2 separate regions of the Sus scrofa genome follow, and region 2 is linked to region 1. Evidence: chromatin contacts called from public Hi-C data. All regions are on one chromosome and are shown on one strand. Each heading gives the region's core, a stretch centred on a gene start, on an enhancer-like site or on the middle of the called end of the contact. The rest is flanking DNA. Distances are from core to core; before and after follow the strand shown. Region 1 overlaps CA5A (carbonic anhydrase 5A, mitochondrial). Region 2 overlaps LOC106510444 (a long non-coding RNA gene).

The links. A called contact is a pair of places that touch in the nucleus more often than the background predicts.
Region 2: a contact with region 1 is called in a Hi-C map of liver, with 2.0 times the contacts expected there. The contact joins two enhancer-like sites. A contact is called at or near these places in 3 of 47 Hi-C or Micro-C datasets (liver, mesenteric adipose tissue and omental adipose tissue) and 1 of 2 datasets of contacts at active chromatin or transcription factors (alveolar macrophages).

Annotation. Positions count from the first base shown.
Region 1 is chr6:1,520,131-1,526,693 of Sscrofa11.1, reverse strand. CA5A (carbonic anhydrase 5A, mitochondrial) reads right to left here. Exons shown (of 9, transcript XM_021093673.1): 6 at 4,335-4,430; 7 at 4,123-4,185; 8 at 1,372-1,527. Among named protein-coding and RNA genes, the nearest start is that of SLC7A5, 23 kb to the left of the region's middle. Within about 2 kb of position 4,188, at least 11 of the 83 cell types and tissues checked have an H3K27ac peak or open chromatin away from gene starts, as enhancers often do. A contact at or near this core is called in liver, where this site is marked.
Region 2 is chr6:1,779,566-1,785,561 of Sscrofa11.1, reverse strand. The region is part of intron 2 of LOC106510444 (a long non-coding RNA gene); the gene reads left to right. Among named protein-coding and RNA genes, the nearest start is that of JPH3, 16 kb to the right of the region's middle. Within about 2 kb of position 3,306, at least 43 of the 83 cell types and tissues checked have an H3K27ac peak or open chromatin away from gene starts, as enhancers often do. A contact at or near this core is called in liver, where this site is marked.

The DNA.
Region 1 (6,563 bases), core at 2,939-5,438:
CACCTGAGCCCTCAGAGAGCAGACAGCGGAAGCCGAGGTGATGGATGCTGCTGGGATCGATTTGAAATGTCTGCCCTGGGTAGAAGGTGGGAGAGTGGAGCCTGCTAGTTGCCTACTTGTCACTCTCAACTCTGCCCGAGACAGACAGACATTCTCTAGATGCTTGAGATTTCCAGAGAAAAAGATACTTGAATGAAAAAAAAAAAAAGATACACGAAGTATCTACTTGTTTTAGAAAAAAGTCAAATATTTACATAAGGGAGAGAAAAAAACTTGGAACCACTGCAGACCTTGGGACAGCCAGAAATTCTCAGCACACGCAGGTGCATTCGGCCCCGGGCATCACATGGCAAACCATCCCGCACCTCCTCCCTGCCCCGCTGGCCTTGGCCTGGCCATGGTAACTTGCTTTGGCCAACAGGATGTGAGCAGACAGAGGCTTATCTTTTGCCTTCCTGCCATTTGCCATGAGAAGCAGTCCTGGATGACCACAGGGCCAAGAAATATGAAAGACCCAGGGCCTGACCCAACCCCCAATCACAGCCTAAAATAGATTCTCCCACCCCCCAAAGACCCATCAGCAGGAAAAATAAATTCTTCTTATAAGCCATTGATTCGGGGGGGGGGGTGTTTTGTTACGCAGCATTTTGCAGCGACAGGTGACGAATACAATCCTCCCGGCATTTTCTCTCACTGTATATAGTCGCAGAGCTTCCTAGCACCGCGTGAGAGAAAACCCCCTGCAGTCTCGATTTCTTACTGTCCCATCAGCCAAAGACAACGGACGGACCCTAGAATCTTCTCTTCTCCTCATCAATCCTCAGTCTTGAACATCTCGCCAAGACCCTCATCTCCGACATCGCTTCCTTGGTATTTGGGTCACCTGCAGATGCTCGCTAAGGTCCCAGCACGGGCAAGGACCCAGGTCCCAGTTAGAATGTCGCTTCTGCTCTTTGAAGTAGCCTGATCCCACTGTCCATCAAAGAGCAGGCCCTGGCCTGGCCCAAGCACTTGTCCCCAGGGAGGCTTGCCATGCTGAGTCTGACCGCTAAGACTAGGAGCCGAGGCACATAACTGCCCCCGCCCCCGCCCCACCTTCCCTCCCTTCCTGTCTTGGCTCTGTCCTCCTCCTCTGTCTGACTTGCTCTCACGTGGCACTATCTCAGGGTCAGAAAGAGAGCGATGATATCAGACGCTTCTGTCCAATCCCAGCAAGCTCCCATTGCAGTTGGAAAATTCTATCATGCAGAACATCTAAAAAGCACCAAAGCATGAACCTCGGCAAGGCTGTGGCCCACCCTGTCTTAGTGACACCGACAAAGCGTAGGCGTCCCCAGGCGGTCCTGTGTGCTGGTCACAGGCAGCGCTCACCTGGTCCTGAGCCACCTCAATGGGCTTCTTATAGATGATCCAGGTGACGGACTCGGAGAGCGGGGGCGTGGTCAGGGAGCCCGGGTACGTCCAGTAATCTCGGCAGGTGGGCAGCAGGCAGGAGGGCTGGAAGGGGCCCAGGGCCGCCCGCGAGTCCTGGGAGCGGGGGGCGGGTGGAGTCAGGGGGGCCGGGGAGGGCAGGGCGCTCGCTTTAGCTCCCGGCCTGGAGGAGGCGCGTCCTTGAGATAAAGGCTGTGGCCACGGATTTGGAAACCATGACAACAGGAAATGACCCCTCCACCCAGAGAACGGACGCTCACCACAGGCTCATAATCTTTCTCTTAAATTTTGCATTTTTGTAGGGCTTGGCTGTGAAACAATCACTCTTTTAAAGGTTGAGGTCAAGTATCGCACACAACGTAAAATCGACTATCTTAACCATTTTTAAGGGCACGGTTCAGGGCCAGTAAGTACGTGCACGCTGGCGTGTAATCATCACCATCGTCCCCTCCACATTTTTAGACACTTCAGCCCGAAACTCTGTCCCCATTAAACACACGCTCCCTCCCCTCCCCTAGTCCCCCAGCAGCCACCATCTACTTCTGTGAATCTAGGGACCGCGCATCCGTGGAATAATGCAGGCTGTGTGGCTTTTGTGACCGCCTAACGTCACTTGGCACAATGTCCTCAAGTTCCAGCCATGCTGTAGCAGGTGTCAGGATCGCCCCTGCCTTTTCAGAGCTGAGTAATGTTCCACGGTATGGATGGACCCCATTTTGCTTATCCATCATCTATCAAGGGCAGCTGGGTTGCTTTACCTCTTGGCGGCTGTGAGTAGTGCTGCTATGAACATGGTGTACAAATATCTCAAGACCTCACTTTTAATAATTTTGAGGATATACCCAGACGTAGAAATGCTGGATCCCATGATAATTCTATGTTTAATTTTTTGAGGAACTTCCAGAGTGTTTTCCACTGTGCACCAAAAAAATATTACACTTTTTTTTTTTTTGGCTGCACCCAGGGCATGCGGAAGTTTCCAGGCCAGGCATTGAACCCAGCACGGCAGTGACCACACTGGATCCTTAACCACTAGGCCACTAGGGAACGCCCAGGGTCACTCGTAATGCGGAAAATCTCAAGTCACCCCGGACGTTGGGGGAGCCCAGGAAGGGGCACAGACTATGACCAAGGACTAGAGCTGACCACACCCTGACCCAGGAAGCACAGACCCCTGCCCTCCAAGGGCGGCCTTTCTCTATTTTTTCGTGTTTTGGTTTTTTTTTGCTTTTTAGGGCCACACCCAAGGCATATGGAGGTTCCCAGGCTAGGGGTCTAACTGGAGCTGTAGCCGCCGGCCTACGCCACAGCCATGCAACACGGGATCTGAGCCACGTCTGTGACCTACACCACAGCTCACAGCAACGCTGGATCCTTAACCCACTGAGCGAGGCCAAGGATCGAACCCGCGACCTCATGGTTCCTAGTCAGATTCGTGAGCCACTGTGCCACGACGGGAACTCCCCTTTCTCTCTTGAGACGGAAACGCCTGTTTTTCAGGTGAGGAGACCGAGGCTCGGGGACGGGCGTCAGGACCAGAGCCGGGCCCAGGCGTCTCCTCCACGGGTCCCGCCGACACCATTTCCTCTGTATTTTGCACAGTTTGCCCGCCTGTGGAAGCAAGCAGACCCCTGTGCAGACAGCACCCCAGGGAAACTCCTTTCTTTCCCACCAAGGCGGGCGACCATGCCCCACGGGGGGGCAGACACCACTGGGGAAACATCCCGGCAGGTTGACTCTGGCTGCAGACCAGCGAGGGGCAGGATGTGCCCCCAGCACCCTGAGCCTGCCGAGTTCCTGAGCGGGCAGACGGGGCCGCGGGGGGGCTGGTCCCAGGGGGCTGGCAGAGGCCAACATCAAGGGGACAGCAGAGCCCAGATCAAACAGCCCTGCGAAGTGGCCGCGGAAGGGCTGGCCCCCGGCTCCCATCGGGAGCCCCTCTCGCCATTGTTAGGACAGGTCCGAGCGCCATCCGTCCCCACGTTCAAGGACCCTCGGAGACTCCTTCCCTCTCGGAATTCTTTTGTTTGGTGCTGAACAAATAAACTGCGCTTTTCAGGAATTTCCCCATCAAAGTCTTTCCCAGCTGGTCCCGGGGAAGGGCTCCCATGCTGGTCATGCGGGGCCGAGCGCAGTAAGGCGGACAGGTGGGCGCTGGGCAGGAATGGGCGTATCTGCAGGCCCCTCGCCCGCGCTCTGCTCTCCGGGACAGGGCGAGCCTAAGTGCGCCAGGCAGCTTGCAGGTGGGTGTTCCTGAAGGTCGGTAGCTGGGAACTTGCGTCAGTTGGTGTGAAAACAAACACCCCCACTAGTGGATGTTGTTGCCTGGGACAAGTCTAAAGGTTTTTGTAAAAAGTGGATGAATTTCCTGGAAAATATTAAGTAACTCAAAGGACCCCTGGCGGGTGGACAGAGCGAAAATGTTTAGGATGCTGCCTGAACCACTGAACGTGGCAAACCCCATGACACTGAGGAGGGAGGGCCGGGCACGAGCGGGGACACAAGGACCAGACGAGACTGGAACCAGCTCAGCGTCCAGCTCCAGAGAGGGCTTCAGCCTCTCTCTGCAATGCTCTTTCCACCAAACTGGTTTGTTTGGTTTTTTGGTTTTTTTTTTTTTTCTTCTTTGCCAAGGAGTCATAAAACAATATTGCTTTTCCAGTTATGCTGATCTCAAAACGCAAAGCTTACCTTGTGTTTAATGTCTGGCAGGACCTCCAGCAGCTCCTGCAGCGCCTCGTGGCGGGCCCCCAGCTGCAGAGCACGGCCGCAGAGAGCACGTGACAAGGCGGGGACGGGAGTGACAAGCACAGGTCACTCTAAGTGGACTGGGCTTGCGAAGCAGGTCTTTCTCAGAACGCACCCCTCTCCTCACTAGGCAAGTGGGACCCCAGCGAATTTACCTTTAAAAATACACCTATGACAGCCAGGCCATGTTCTCCCGTTGCAGCTTCTCTGTAATTCTGGTATTTCACAGCGTTCCAGTGAACCAGATGCAGCTGCAACACAGGAGGGCAAGGAGGCACACCTGTCATGGTGCGGCGAGGACAAGGCAGCGTCGCTCCGGGCGGCCCCCAGATGCCCACCTGAAGATCTTGGTGAATTCACGCCAAACGCTCAAACCCCGGAAAGCAGGAGAGAACGGAGGCTGCCTTTCAGTTTATAAGACAGAAATGGGTGCTTGTTGATTTGCTGCCTCTCGGTCCACCCTGAACAAGGGTCACCAGGTCGGGTGCACGATTGGTGGTTGTGTCCACACTCCAGGGAAACCACAAATGACATTTAACTCACTATGGCCCCGGGGCATTTTTCCTACCTGTGTCACTGTGTCCTGCGCTTGCCCTGAATCCCCTCTGGTGGCTTTCCCAAGCCCAAACACCCAAGCGCAACGGGCCAGATGACGAGGATTTAGAACAGTGGGGAGAAGGGGTGGGGGAGGGGCGGGCTTTCCTGGGTCACTGGCAGGACCCAGGACGCCTGGCTTCTGTGTGATGACAGCACGTGGGCTGCTGCTGAGTCTGGCTCAGAGCCTAGAAGGAGCCCGGGGGTCTGCGCACATTTCCTGCGACCGTGTGAGTGGTGGCAGAGGCCTTTCTGCGCAGGGACCCCCTGCTCCCAGCAGCTGTTGGGTTCCATGGCCACACCCACCGGGGACTCTGAGGCTGATGTGGGCTCTCCCTGGCCTCCCCTAGCTCAGCCTATCCCATGTGGTCCTCCAGAAACAGGGACAGCTGGGCCCGAGGCCCTGGCCCCAGCTGTCTCTTTCACAGAGCCGCCCTCTGGAGCAGGCTTGGCCTTCCAAAGCCCAGTGGGCCAGAGGCAAGGCCAGGCCGACGCTGCCCCCTGCCCCCTGCCCCCTTGGCCTCAGACACGGCCCTGGGGGCCCCGGCTCTGATCCTGCTTCTGCACTAGCAGATTGCAACAAACTCCCCTGCGCAAACATCTCCTTAAACACCGAGGTACAGGTGCTCAGTTACTAAGAGGCGCGCGGTTCATTCAGAGTGAGGGTGTTGCAAGCCCCTGTTCCTTCATTTTGCCATATTTGTAAAAATGCAGACAATTATAATAATAGATGGAATTCCCTAATTAGGACCCATCCCCAGAGGCTACCTCTGGCTGTGTGACAACAGTGACTTTGACTTTTTAGTGTGACGGACGTTGGTCTTGTTTTAACCACAGTGTGACTTCTGTCACAACGGTGACAAAAACATTCCAGAACTTGAAATGCATCAAAAAGCCAGGTGGCTGGCAGGTGGAAGCGGGGTGGGGGAGGTGCGATAAAGTGAACACGGCCAATGTCAACCCTACGATCCGGGGCGGGGGCAGGCTCATGGGTTCTCCCCATACAGTTGTTTGCATTTTTTTTTTGTCTGTTGGAAAAATTTCATAACAGAATATTGGGGCGCATTGATAAAGCCCCGCTTTCTACCCCATAATTAGCAAAACCATGTTGCTGACTTTTATCTCTACTCAATTTTCCTTACTGGCTCTCATTCTGGAACGCTGCAAATATCACTTCCAGACAATAATTTCTATTGGAAAGATTTTTTTTTTTTGCCTTTTCTAGGGCCACACCCATGGCATATGGAGGTTCCCAGGCTAGGGGTCTAATCGGAGCTGTAGCCACCAGCCTACGCCAGAGCCACAGCCACGCGGGATCCGAGCCACATCTGCGACCTACACCACAGCTCAGGGCAATGCCAGATCCCTAACCCACGGAGCGAGGCCAAATTGAACCTGCAACCTCATGGTTCCTAGTGGGATTCATTGGCCACTGCATCGCGACGGGAGCTCCCGTAAAGATTTTCTGCTGTCAGTCAAAGGTCTCCGACACCCTGAAGGAGGAAGCTGCTCGGCCCTGACTGACCAGCTGCAAGTGTCATGGAAGTGAGAGCTCAGGGCCCAGACTCTGCTCTTAAAGCCCAGCTGCAGAGTTTGGCAAGTTACACCACCACTCTGAACTCCAGTCTCTTCTTCTGTGAAATGACAGTGCTAAGAGTAGCCTCCCCTCAGAACAGTCGTGAGGTTGAACAGGTGGGGTGGCCCCTTGTTCTGGTCTGAGCACTGGGAGGCCCACGTCCCAGGAAATCCTTCTTTCTGGGAAGCCAGGATGCTTGATCCGAGCCTGGCAC
Region 2 (5,996 bases), core at 2,057-4,556, 260 kb before region 1:
GAGGTGGCGGCTGCACCTGCTCTGTGAACGGGCTAAAGGCCGCCGGATTGTTCACTTGAAAATGGTTAATTTTATGAGTTTCCGTCGTGGCGCAGTGGTTACCACCTGCCTGGTATCCATGAGAATGCAGGTCTGATCCCTGGCATCGCTCAATGGGTTAAAGACCCGGAGTGACCGTGAGCTGTGGTGTAGGTCACAGACTCGGCTCGGATCCCATGTTGCTGTGGCTGTGGTGTAGGCCAGTAGCTACAGCTCCAAACGACCCCTAGCCTGGGAATCTCCATAGACTGCACCTGCAGCCATTAGAATAAAATAAAATAAAATAAAATAAAATAGTTAATTTTAGGTTATATGAATTTTACTTCAATAGAGAAAGAAAAAGGTGAATTTTCAAGGGGAGAAGGGGGTTTCAAAACTCCCCTGCGAGAGACAGCAGAGCTCCGTGTGGAACAAGGGAAGGCCAGCGAGGCCGGGCACAGTGCCCGGGGGCGGGGTGGGCACGGGGGGGCCCACCCCCAAGATCTCCCGTGGAAGCTATGCCCCCAGCCCAGGTCCCAGGCCCGTCAGCAGTGCTGCCCAGCTCCTGCGGCTGGTTGTGGTGTTCACAAGGCGTTCCCCGCTCAGCACCGGCCCCCTTGTCTGCCCGCGTTCGCTCGGCTGGGCTGTCCGGGAGATGCGCCAGGTTACAGGTGAGGACGGTGCGGGGAGAGGAGACGTGGTGCGGGGAGAGATTGGACACCCAGGTCCGTCTGACTCCAAAGCCTCTGACTCGGGGGAATTCCGGAACACTCCATGTGCAGAAGGCGCTGGAGTCTACCGGTCTGAGCCCTTTGTAGCATTGCAGTCGGGCGGTCAGGGTCGCGGCTGCGAGGGAGAAAGGGGGCGGAGGCAGTCACTGCCAGTGCTCAGCCCTGGGTGCTGTGTCGGGGGCTCCAGGCCACACGCCCTCCCTGAGGCCAGGATGCCATGGGGAAGAGATGTGTGGAGACTGGGGGTGAAGGCTGGAGGGGTGCCTAATGGTGTGGCTGGTGTCTCCTGCTTCATCACAAACACCCCGAACTCAGGACCTTAAAAGAGCACACGCCTGTCAGCCTGTGGTCTCTGCAGGGCGGGAGTCTGGGAGCTGCTGCCTGGGTGGTTCCCGCGCACGAGGTCCTGTGGCTGCAGTCGTGGTCACCCAGCGTGTCCCCTGGGGCTGAAGGATCCTCTCCCAAGCTAACTCTGCGGCCGCCGGGTCTTCGCTGGCTGCTCGCAGGAGCCCTCCTTTCCCTGTGCGTCTCTGCAGAGGGCAGCTGGCCTCCCAGAGTGAGTGAGCCAAGAGAGAGAAAGAGAGGTGCCCGCAGACTAAGGCAGAAGCCCCAGTCCTCCTGCACCCCAGTCTCAGAAGTGGGGGCACGCCACCCCAGCCTGTTCTCCTTGTTAGGGGGAGTGAGGGGGTGCCGCCCACAGGCAGGGCTGGGGGAGTCAAGTCCGCCTCTCGAGGGGCCAGGAGGGGCCAGGAGGCCGGGAATCTGCGGACACGCCTTTGAACCAGCACGAAGGGCGGCGGCGCCTGGGTGGCCCTGCCCGGCAGGGTGCGTGGTGTCACGGGGCTCTGGGCCTCGTGTGATTTCTGCTGAGGAAACAGAGGGCCACGTGGATTTGGAATCTGCGGACCGATGCCCGGCTCCCGCCTCTGCCCCTTCCCCTAAAAGCATCGCCTGTGAACGAAACCCGGACCAGCCCCTGTGCTCACCAGGCTGCGGGGTGGTTCACCAAGTTGGCTTCACTGGCAGTGTGGCGTAACCCGCTTCCTACTCTAAAATAAACAAGAGCTGCGGGCATCAACAGAGACACACCTGAAACGCTCCATGGGTGGGAGGAAAGGGCCCAGCGCTGGAGGGTTTGAACGGCCTGGTCCTCTTCACGGAGGTTCTGGGTGACACAGACGTCGGCCGCTGCTGGTCTCCCGGCCAGATGTCCCCTCCGGGCGGGCGGGAGGGAGAGCCTGGGCAGGGCGGCCACGCTGCCTTTGCTCTTCTAAGCACCCAGAGCACCTCCGAGGACGAGGAGCACGGGTTGAGTCTGGGTGGTGGTGCGTGGCTGTCGGGCGCAGGTGAACGTGTCTGAACTGGAAAGCCTGAGTGTGTTCGGACAGTGGAGCTGCTGTGAGGATGCTCTGGGGAGAGGGCTGTTGCCCTCGGTGCCCCCCAAGCTCTGACATGCGGGAGACGCGCAGCGGATGCTCAGGCGTGTGCACGCAGGCCTGCCACGTGTGTCACTGCGATAAGGAATTGGGGGTGGGCATGTCGGCGTGTGGTAGTCTGACTCCGTCGTGGGTGTTGAGCTGCTGGCAGCTGTAAAACCTCACCGCCCCACTGCGTGCAGGCAGGCTGACTGGGTGCTGCTGGAAGCTCCTTGAGAGCAGAGCCCCGCCCCCACCACAGCAGCACCCAGGCCATTTTGGAGCAGCTAGGAGGCCGCCCTGCTCTCCCAGCCTCAGGGGGTGAACATGAGACCCTCGCTTGGGCTGTGAGACACTCACTTGGGGTTGGGGGTACAGTCCCCCCGCATTTCTCCAGCCTGGCCACAGCACATGGACCCCTGATGCCGGAAACACCCTTGTCTCCCGGGATCAGACAGAGGTTGGCTTTCCTGCCCCCAGAGTCCTGGCTCCCCTCTCACCCCACAGCTGCTCCATCCCTGGGGTGCACCCTTGGGATCTTGTGAGAGAGAGAAGCAGGGCGGCCCCACTGCCATGAGGACTTTCTCCGGGTTGGCCATCAGTCCTCGCAGGTGTGTGGCTCCAGGAAGCGGCCCTAAAACACTGGAAAGAGAGGAGGCGGCACTGACCCTCCGAAGGTGCCCAGAGCCCTGACGGTGGGCTCCTCAGCTGTCGGGGACAGAGGGGCCCAGAGACCCACACCTGGCATCTCCAATTCCGTGAAACACAGCGTTGGGGCCAGCAGGGGTGACATGTGACCGTGTTCTGTGTGTCAGTGTCATGCATCCTGAAAATGGGTGGGTATGAAAAACTGCTTTGAATCTGTGCCCTGAGGTTACATTGCACTACGTGGACTTGCCTTCTTGGACGGCAACAACAGCCCCAAACTGGCAATTCCATGCGGTTCCCACAGAAAGCAAAACACTCCAAGTATTTTATCCCTCCCCCCCAGCTTTTACCGAGAGTAGAGTTTGTTTGTGTGTTTGATCCCCGAGCCCAAGAAGCACCCAGGCTTCACAGCTGGCTGGGCGAAGTGGGAACCCAGTGGGGCTGCATAGACGCTCCCGTCCAGACGGGGTCTCCCTCCGCCCGCTGTCTGCTCGCCCGCTCACAGCACCGTCACCGCTGCAGGGAAGGAGCCCACAGGCCAAGGCTCAGAAGGGCCCTCCAGGCACAGGGCTGGCCCCCCGCTGCCTGGCCTCGGTGCAGAGCTGCTCTCTCTCGGCCTCTCTGTGTGGCTTGAATTTGCTGGAATTGCGGCATAAACAGCCCGGCTGGACTGGGAGCTAATGGCAGAGATTCAGGCTCCGCGGGAAGGGGAGGAGCCTCGCAGGACCAGACACAGGCGAGGCGGCCTTCCAGCCTTCCGCCTGGGGCTGTGGCTGCCCGGCCCTGGAGGACCTGGCTTCCTCCAAGGGGGGCTGGCAGAGAACCCACACGCCCGGGGACCCCCACGCTGGGAGCTGGGGGTGGGGGTGGAGGAGGGGTCCTGGACTAAGAGCATCATCATCACCCACCTTAGAAATGCAGAGTCCCGGGCCCCGCCCAGTGCCGCCCAGGCAGCCTCAGAGCCAGGCGTCCCTGTGCGTGGAAAGTGGCACAGCCGCGGGTTTGCAAAATGCACTTGCCCTTTGACCGGCTGGTCTTTCCTTTGGAATTTATCCAGAGGAGGTGATGAGAGATGCACACGGGGCAACGTTTGACCTTGGAACACAGCCCTCACCATGGTGCCCTGGGCCAGGCGTGCGGGGCGTCCCATTCATTCCATGTCTTTGAATGTACCCCTGGGAGGGGGCTGGCTGATGAAGAGGGCGCAGAGATTCGCAGACTTTAAGGAGTCCGGGGTCACACCGCCATGGCGAGGTCGAGTTCGGGGTTGAGTTCAGGCCGCCCCACCAGCAGCCCCCCAGCCCACCTGAGTGTGTGGCCATCGTGGAGCTGCTTACACGTGAGGGGCGGGTGAGGGCGTCTCCAGCACCGGGGACTGGCCTGGTGGGATGCAGTGAGTCTCTGTCACTGGGCATCCTGCTCTCTGGTGTGGGGGCAGGGACTCCGCCCTGGTAGGACCCTCGTGTGCACTTGAACCTCAACCCCCAACCAGGCTGAAGCGCATGCTTCCCTGCCTCCTTCCTGCCCCTGAGCAAAGTCCCGGAGCCCCAGGGACTGCTCCCCCAGCCGAGGCCCGAGGTCCCGCTCTTGCTGCCATGGCTGCCCTTGGCGGGTGACGTCTGGTCTGCGAGACTCAGGCTGGCATCGCCTCGGGCAGCCTGGGGCAGCCCTTGTTCTAGAACATGGGGGTGGGGAATTGGGGGCAGAAGAGGACCCCTGCCTGGTGTCCCTGCAGCTCTGGTAGGTCCACAGTAGGTGGGTTCCCAGCGATTCTCCGAGGTGCTGGCAAGTGCCCACGTCCACACAGACGGGCACAATGACTTCTGAACCGTCTGGGGACAGGGTGACGGTGGCACAGAGAGCACTGCCCCACGTACCCCCGACACCTCTCAGTCTGTCTTCAGAGCTCCAGAGAGAAGGAAGCTTGCCCTTCTCCCCTCATTCCCCTGCACTGTCCCCGTCCCCTTTCTGCCCACATTGAGGGCTCTTCAATGCAGTGTGGACTCTGGAGCCAGACTGCTTTGGTTTGATTCCTGCCCCTGCCCCTTTGCAGCTGTGTGACCTTGGGCAAATAGCTTCACCTCTCTGTGCCTCAGCTTCCACCTCTGCACAATGGGTTCATAACGGTGTACTTTGTTCATGCAGCCGTTGTGAATGGTAAATGAGTTAATATATGGAAAGCAGTGAGAGCAGGAGCAGGATGTGTCGCAAAGCTCTAAAGGGAAATAAACCCCAGGCACATAAAACATTCACTCTTATTGACAGCTGTGGACAAACACTAGCAACCATTAAGTTGGGCTGTAGAAGACAGTTTAATGAAATGCAAAAATGTTCAGGACATGTGCTAAGTGGGGAGAAAAGTACAAAACAGCCTCTTGAGTCCAATCTTCATCTGTAGAATACGTCTGTGTTAGCTGCACCCGGGAGAAGCCTGGATGCAACCAAATCACCCCCCCGCCCCCGTCCTCAGGGCATCTGTCTCTGGGAGGCAAGGCTCCCACACTCTGAGGGCATCAGCAGGGGCAGGTCAAGGAAGCCAGTGTGTTGGCAGAGATCTTAGCAATGACACCAAAAGCATGAGCGACACAGAGAAAGCAGATGCAAAGGACATCACCAAAACGAAAACCTTTCGTGCTGCAAATGATGGAACCACGAGGAAAGTGAGAAGACAGCCCACAGAGTGGAAGAAAGGGTTTGCAGATCCGCTGTCTGATAAGGGATTTGTATCTAGAATACGCCAAGCCCTCCTACAACTCAGTAATAAGAGTACAAATTCGGAAAACGGCCAAGGGTTTGAATACATATGTCTCCAGAATCGGGCACACAAATGGCTAAGAAGCACATGAAAAGATTCTCAGCACCCCTAGTCACCAGGAAAATGGCACGGCTGCTCTGACCACCGCCTGGCAGCTCCTCCAGAGGTGAAATTGAGTCACCGTCAGACCTAGCAATTCCACTCCTAGGCTTATGCCCAAGAGAAATGAGAACATACTTGCACACAAACACTGAAGACAGATGTTCACAGCTGCCAAAAACGGAAGCAGCCCAAGGGTCCGTCAGATCAAATGGGGTCCACGCCGATAATGGAATATTACTTGGCCATTAAGAAGCCTGAGTACTGACGCTACAACCTGGATGAGCCTTGAGGACGTGACGGCGAGAAAAGAAGCCGGTCACCAAAGGG